Regions from separate parts of the Rattus norvegicus genome. Here region 1 is linked to region 2. A link is a contact called in public Hi-C data. All regions are on one chromosome and are shown on one strand. The core of a region is the stretch at or near the end of the contact, and the rest is flanking DNA. Distances in the headings are between cores, read along the strand shown.

Region 1 (3,770 bases), core at 1,081-3,580, 63 kb after region 2:
AACCAGCGCTTGAGGGCTGCGGGTGCTGTGTGGCAGCTTCTGGCAGGATCGGCAGGAGGGACCAGCCAAGCTGCCTCCCCGGACACTGCTGTGCCCTGTGCTGTAGGCTGGAGCCACTGCCTCGAGCCCAGATTTGCAGCCAGGAGATCACTCCCTGAATTCCCTACCATGAGGGCTAGGCCAGAACAGGTCACTGGGTCCTGCCTCTGTTCCTGCCAGCTGCCCCGTGACACCCAGCTGAAGCCACCGTCCCCACCTCTCGCCCACTTTGAACATAGCAAGGGTACCCCTGACCACCTTAATGGTCCTCTTACCCCAGTTTCCCACCCCATCCAATGCACTTCATACCATAGCACACCGGTGCTGACTTCTTTGTTTTTGAGACAAGGGCTCACTGCGTAGACCAGGCTGGCTTCCAACTCAGACATCCACCTTTCTGTCGCCTCCCGTGTGCTAGATTAAAGGCGTGTACACTTGAATCTCTTTACACTTCCTGGGCTGCATCAGCGGGATTCCCTCCCCATTGGACAGCCCAGCAGGGATCAGAGGACCGAGACTTCTTACCCCACGTGAGGCTGTCAGTCCCTTGTTTGCTGCCTTTCCCACTGCAGTGCTAGGGGATGGGCAAGAACAGACACATGAGTAGACCCTCCGAGGGGCCCTTGGCCTCCATCTCACAGGCCTCGCAGCACACAGACATCGTGAGTGAGGCGTCTTCTGAAGCAGGCAACTAGCAGGTTCTTACTAGAACACCTAGCCCTAACAATCCTACCTTCTTGAGAGGAAAACACTGAAATAAATATTTATCTGCCTTGCATAGAGAGGAAAACACTGAATTAAATATTTATCTGCCCTGCACGAACTCCTCCAGCCCCTATCTCTCCTGGACCCCACCTTGCAGACTTCTCTCCTGTCCTAGCCCAGGAATTCAGGACAAGTCTTCTTGGACCCTTGAATCCCTCATCTAAAACACTAAAATGGATCTGGAGAGGTGGCTCAGTGGTTAAGAGCACTGGCTGCTCTTCAAAGGATCCTGGGTCAATTCCCAGCACCCACACGATGGCTCACAACTGTAACTTCAGATCCAACATCCTCTTCTGGCCTCCATGGGCACCAGGTACACATATAATACAGACATAAATTCATACAAAACACCCATCTACATAAAATTAAAATGCAGAAGTCTTTTGCCCAAATGCACCTGATCATATCTAAAATGCAGAAATGCCTCCTTTAAATTATTTTTAAGTATTAATTGAGGCGGTGGGGGGGAGGAGCAGTGACAGACGAAGGTCACATCCAGCCTAGTGTTCGGGACAGCTGGTACCTATCTACAGTTGTTTTCTCAGCTGAGCAAAGGCTTCATCTCACCACCAGAGGGCAGTGCTGTTCCCTCTAGAACACTGTAGCTGTTTGAGGCTGAAACGGAGGCTAGCTTTCCAGTAACAATCTCTCTCCCAACCCCATTAGAGCAGGTCTGGGGCACAGGGCTTGTCCCGCTAGGAGGAGAGGTAGTATAACTAGGCAGCAGCCTTGGGTGGGAAGCCCGAATGTCCCAGGTTCTGGAGCAGACCCTACCCCTTCAGGTGGTCACTTCTGTCTCCATCTGTAGAGCAGAAAACCAGCATGCTACTAGGTTGGCACAGCTACAGGAAGAGTCCCCACTTGGCAGGCAGGATTTAGACATCTCTGGATCCCAAGGCAAACACCATCTTGTCAGGGAGCTCCTTGCTGAAGAAGGACTTCCCTGGAGCAGCCTGGTGGAGTGATTTCTACCCAGACGTCGCCTGCGTCTGCGCTGGCTTGACACGTGGTGTTGCAGGCCTGTAATCCCAGCACTTAGGAGGTACAGGTAGGCTGTTAGCTCAAGGTTGTCCTGGCTGCACAGTAAGTTTGAGGCCAAACCTGGGCTAAGTGAGACCTTGCCTCACAAAAGTAAAACATAGGCACCTGAACAGAACCTGAAAATTCCCAGTAGGCACTGGGCCATCTGGGACAGCACGAGGCTTAGACACGGAACGTTCACAGGTCACACTCTGCTGTTTAATGGCTAAGCCTGAACCGGTCTCAGGAGGACTCTGGAGGGACACTGCACACACATAGGTGAGATTTTTCACAGGAGTAGATGTTTGGCATCTTCAAACCTCACAGGTGCGGTTTTTAGCGGTTGGTCAAAGCCCATCCTTGACTTTCAGTCTTTGGAGGAGCCAAGGCCGCGCAGGAGCAGGCTGAGCTGGGAACATTTGCTTCACCCTGAGCCTGTGCTAGCTAAGGCAGGACAGAGAGGTATCAACAGGGGACAGGGAAGCTCTGACCTGCCCTCCTCTGAAAACTTGGCACCCTACTTCCACTGGGAGCCGGCCACTGCTGGGCCTCTTGTGAGGACGCCCTGAGACACACACCAGTCACGTGTCTCTCCTCTGGCTGTGCCAGAATTACAGGTAGGTCTGAGAAGCCCTCATCCTTAGCCCTATATGGCATGATGGCTCTGTTGGACAATCTTCTGTCCTTTGCTTTATGGGTAAGAGGAAGTTTAAGGCATTTGTGAGGTGAAGGATGTTCTGTCAATCTGTAAGCGGTTCTAATCGGACACATCACCCAGGGTCCCAAAAGGCTAAGACACACATTTGCACATTAGGCTCAGAGATCCACACACCTAGCTTAGCCAGGAACCCTGGACCTGAGCCCATCCCTGTTCTAGAAGGGGCACCAAGTCCTCTGGTTCAGCCTTCATGGCTCCGTCCCCCATTGTGGTATCTGAGGAGGCTTCAGCTGCTGGTCACAGATGGTGGGCCACTTCCCAGAGGATCTGTAGGGCCATGGAGAAACAGGCGAACTGGGCCAGAACATAGGCCCCGGAGCGAATGCGTGGGTTCATTTTGCCCAGGTAGGCCACGGTGTGTACCACACGGCCTGTGAGGACCACGAGGAAATGTATCCAGGCGATGAGAGGGTTGGGTCCCAGGAATGAGTAGACGAAACCAAGGAAGAGGAAGGGGTAGATCGTCTCCATGTCGTTGCGGTGGGCTCTGGGGAGCAGAGGGTGACAGCAGGCTTAGTGCTGGGCCTAGTTTTTCCCATACCCCCCCACAGTCCCTTCTGTCCCTTAGACACCAGGCAGAAAAAGGCGGACTCAGAGAACTGGGGTCAGAGGCGAGTGACAGACACTCTCTGAAGGCAGGTTTTGAGCCGTGTCTCCTGCTGGTCTCCGTCTCTTTCCACCCCTAAAGCTGACCAAGCAACATCTTTGCAGAGATAACTGTAGGATTCTTCCACTTATCAACCCAGCCAAGCACAGGACTCTGGCGAACCTTCCCTTCCTTCTCGCATGGTGTCTGACTCTTTTGGGAACAGGCGCGGCAGGAGGCCTATGTACAACCCTACCATAAAAAAACAGCCCACGGAGAGAGCCCCAACAGCCACCATTCAGTTTCCAGGTTCCCCTTTGGACTGTCACCTCTCTCTAGGGTGAAACAGGCAGTCAAACCACCCTCATCGGGAGAAGCGAATGCCCAGAGCCACCGATGAACGATAAGATAAACATGAACCCAGTGACTGAGCCATGACCTTTCCCAGGACCGGCCCCAGTTCAGTAAGCAGCCAGTTCCAGCTGCAGTGCATCCAACCAGCAGCGCTGGCCAAACCCAACCTGGCCCCAGCCCTCTTGTGGTGACCCATTTCAGTGGCCTCTGCTTGTTTCCTTTTGGAAAAATGAATCTTAGCAAGGAGCCACCAACTTCTTACTGAGTGCGAAGAAGTAGGCAGAACCA
Region 2 (4,146 bases), core at 1,398-3,897:
TTTGCCTACATGAGGTATGTCTGTACCAGATGAGATCATCAGATCTCCTGGAAACACGGTTAAAGACAGTTGTGATCTGCCATGTGTGGATGCTGGGACTTGAACTCAGGACCTCTGGAAGAACAGCCAGTGCTCTTAACCTCTGAGCCATCTCTTACCATTCTTGTCTGCTGCGTTGACATCTGCTCCAAGATCCAAGAGGCGCTGCAGGCAGGGCAGGCGTTCAGGTTCCTCACTGGCCAGATCCAAGGGGCTGCTCTCGTGGATCTGAACCAAAGGGGATAGCAGCCATGTTGCCTGGGGTGGCTTTCGCTGGTGAACCTACTAATCATGCCCAAGATTGGAGCTGACCCTTACCCGGTCCCTCCTGTTGATATCAGCCCCGTGGCGCACCAGCAGCTCCACCATGTCAGGCTGGTTTCTCAGGACAGCAATGTGCAGGGCTGTGTAGTAGGTGACAGGGTCTGAAGGCAAGGAAGTTCGGGTTAGTCTGTTCTCGAAGGACCTAGCCTCAGAGACTCTCCCTGGCACCCCCACCTCAGGTGTGAAGATGAAGTTTCCTCAGGACTGTCCTGAGGAGAACGCAAAGTGCTCAAGCTCAGCAGCATGGCCAGCCCCGGTAGCCTTGACCTGGTTTGGGCTCAAGGTCACCAGAGATCCCTCTGCCTCAGCCTTCCAAATGTGTCTCACAGCCAGGCCATTTGACCATGTGGATGGGCTTTGGAACACCCTCCCCCAGCCCCCCCCCCATCTGTAGTTTGCAGGATCCCAAGTTTCCTACATCCTCTGAGCATGTTCTCCAATGAAAGACACAAAAGCATGCGTGTGGGTCAGCACTGGCAGCCCCACCTGTCTCCTACCTCCTGGGGTGACAGCCAGAGACAAGGCAGGTGGCTGACACTTCATCATCCCTGACCTGACGCTTAAAGAACCTAGGCAGCCTGCCGTCACTGATGCCTAGTGTGGCTTATCTCCCCACCCCTAGGACCAGAGCAACACCTGCAGGACAGCTCAGAGAAAATCACCTTCCCTTAGCTCTGGGCACTGCCAGTGTACTTTCTCCACAGCAGAAGGATTAATCTGGAAGATGTGGGAGGAGAGGTGCTAAGAGCCCCCAGAAAGCCACCCAAAGGAAAAGAACATGGGAAGTCACCCCAAAGACAAGAGGGGAAGCAGAGGCCAGGGCTGACTGCCTAGCCCTGCTCGCCCCCACCCCCATTCTCAGGCCGCTGCTGACCTTCAAAGTTGAGGTTGGCCCCACTCTGCAGGAGGACCGCAGCTGCCCGGGTCAGGCCCAGCTCGGCCATCTTCAGCAGAGCATTGCTCACACCTTCCTGGTAGAAAGGAGAGTGGGCCTTCTGCTCCAGCAGCTCCGTAAGGACCAGGATCCGGCTCTCCTCACTGGAAGCGTAACTGCACCAAGAGGCAGAAAAGACCAAGTGGGAACTCCTGGGGACCAGTGGCCCTAGCCTGTGTGCCCTTCCACAATCACCCACACAAACTGCCCATGCTCTGTGGGACACAACTCTTTCTTGGTCAAATGTGTGAAGTGACTTCAAAGCCATCCTTCAGCTTGCTGTCAAAGGCCTGGCTCTGTCCCGTCCTCTCTCATACCACCACGAGGGTGGCCCTAAAGCTCTCACCCTTCCTAGACAAAACTACCTACTAAGTGCTACTTGGGCCTGGACACTACTCCATACATTGCCCCAGCTCTGGACAATGGCTCAGACACCACCTTCAGAGTCACCTTCCTGTCCCAATGCTCCTCAGTTGCTCTTCTCCCTAATCTCACCCACCAGACCTCTTCTCTTGCAACAGGTGGGATCCAAGATCTGACCAAACGCTTATCTAGGGCGGCCTTCTTGAATATGCTAGTTTCCGCCAAGGGAGGGCAGTAGCGCCTTGTGCAGCCCTGCTGCCCCGCCTCCGAGTTCTGGAAACCGCCTGGCACTACATTTACAGAGTAGGCCGCAGAAGAGCGAGCTAGTGTGGTTTAGAAAAGACATCCTTGTTGAGACTGAAAGTCTGCAATTCCGGCTCATGACTCTCCCAGTGCTATTCCTTTGCCCCGCCCTACTCCCTGCATCCCACCCCACGGTGCTGGTCTGGGTGCTGGTCTGTCTCGGTGGCACAAGCACTCCGAAGGCGTAGCGCTCCTAGTACCCAAGGAAGTCTGCACAGGGCACACGGACCACACCGGCTTGCTTCCCCCAGAGACTCTCGAAGAGGCCTGCTGTCTGCAAAAAGCGCTGTCGGTCCCAGCCAGGACCTCTCCTCCGGCATCCATGCACAGGGAGCGGCTCCGGGGCCCTGGCCCTCTGCCCTGCAAGACGCTGCGAGCCCACCTCAGGCTGGCGCTCGAGCTCGCAGCCACGCAGCTCCCGCTCCCGCCGCGACAACCACAGGGGACCGCAGCGACTCACTCATCCAGAGGCTCCTGCCGCTCCAGATCCTGGATGCCCAGGGCACCCAGGATGGCGTCCACCAGGGGCTGGTACTCGAAGATGATCCTGCGGAAGCCGTGCAGGAACGGCATGGCGTCGGCCGCGCGTCCGGATACCCACTCGCCACCACCTCCCGATCTACCGGTTCAGACCCCGCGCCGGTGAGCAGTCGTCCTCCCAGGCCTCAGTTCCGCACCGGAAGTTATCCTACCACCCCTACTTCCTGTCCTGAGGGCCTGTGAGGGCTCATGTGCATTACAGTGCCCCCTACCGCCGGGGAGGACCTCGCGACTATCATCACTGCCCCGGCTCCGCCCCGCCCTGAAATTCCCCGCGAGGCCGCTGCAGGGCGTCCAAGCTCCAAGGGGGAGTGTGGCCCCGCTACTGACCTGCTCCTGCCCGAGGTGACATAGGCCCAGTTCGGAGCCCGGACACTGCTTTCTGCAGCCTATTTGATTTTGGCCACTTCCTAAGGAAGTCTCTCTACTCTGAACTGAATGGCGCAATGAGGACCTTGCACCCTAACTCTTCCCCACAAATACTGGGGACAATTCATTATTCTCTGTCCCTTCACCCCCTGGCTAAACAGGGTGCCCACTTTTCCCGCTTTTCCTGGAGGAACTCGGTGACCCTTCCTGTCCTGGTCTGTAAAATTGGCATAATATCACTTCCCTAGACCCTGAGTGGGAAGGCAGCAGAGACGCAACAGAAAGAATTGTACCAGGTAGCTTCCCCCTACACAAATTTGAGTGGCTGCGACTTTGAGTCCTGCAGCAAGGCCCTGATGATTCTAGAAAGGCCAGTTATGGGTAGGTGTCAGTGGTCCTGAGGCTGCATCATCATAGCCATGGCTCCAATCCTTTGTGGGGGCTTGTGGTCTCTCTGCTTGGCACCTGCCATCTGCCACAGAGTTACTGGCACGGAACAAAGTTTCTTGTTTGTTTTAAAGACAGGATCTGGGGCTGGAGAGATGGCTCAGTGGTTAAGAGCACCGACCACTCTTCCAGAGGTCCTGAGTTCAAATCCCAGCAACCACATGGTGGCTCACAACCATCTGTAATGAGATCTGATGCCCTCTTCTGGTGTGTCTGAAGAGACTGACGGTGTACTTATATGTAATAAATAATATTAAAAAAATAAAGACAGGATCTCATATAGCTTGGGCTGGCCTTGAACTCTCAGAATAGCTGAGGCTGGCTGCCATTGTACTCCTGAGCTTCCTGCCGCCACTTCTCAAGTGTTGAGATCACAAGCTTGGTTCTGGGATGCCCAGGACACCAAACCCAGTGGGCATTCAAGGATCTTACATGGAATGGTTACACAGCTCCTCTATATCAGTTCTAGATGTCTCTGCACCCAACAGAGTAAATATCAAGTTGGTAATTGTTTAGGGAATAATGGGGAAAAATCTGTAGAAGGGGCTGGAGAGATGCCCAGCAATTAAGAACACTGGCTGCTCTGGAAAGGACCTAGGTCCTGTTCTTAGCCAGTCAGGACTACGTAGGGAGGCCCTATCTCCCAAAGGGAAGGAGTGGGATGGAGGGTGGCGGGTTTCCGGAGAGATGGCGCAGCCCAGGTTCAATCCACGGGGCTCTGTCGCCCTCTTCTGGACTCTGTGGGCATTAGGCACAAAAGTGGTACACAGCCGTCCATGTAGGCACAACATTCACATTCATGAAATAAAACCCCAAAGTTGCACTTG

The links. A called contact is a pair of places that touch in the nucleus more often than the background predicts.
Region 1: a Hi-C map of liver shows a contact between it and region 2, with 4 times the contacts expected there. The contact joins the enhancer-like site here to the promoter of Asb6 in region 2. A contact is called at or near these places in 4 of 12 Hi-C or Micro-C datasets (the A7r5 cell line, Schwann cells, frontal cortex and 1 more).

The regions. Positions count from the first base shown.
Region 1 is chr3:34,573,616-34,577,385 of GRCr8, forward strand. Ptges (prostaglandin E synthase) reads right to left here. Exons shown (of 3, transcript NM_021583.3): 3 at 2,028-3,029. The coding sequence ends at 2,780. Among named protein-coding and RNA genes, the nearest start is that of Ptges, 11 kb to the right of the region's middle. Within about 2 kb of position 2,331, at least 2 of the 93 cell types and tissues checked have an H3K27ac peak or open chromatin away from gene starts, as enhancers often do. A contact at or near this core is called in liver, where this site is marked.
Region 2 is chr3:34,510,386-34,514,531 of GRCr8, forward strand. It overlaps Asb6 (ankyrin repeat and SOCS box-containing 6), which reads right to left and starts at 2,648. Exons shown (of 6, transcript NM_001399347.1): 1 at 2,424-2,648; 2 at 1,238-1,413; 3 at 358-464; 4 at 159-267. The coding sequence starts at 2,536.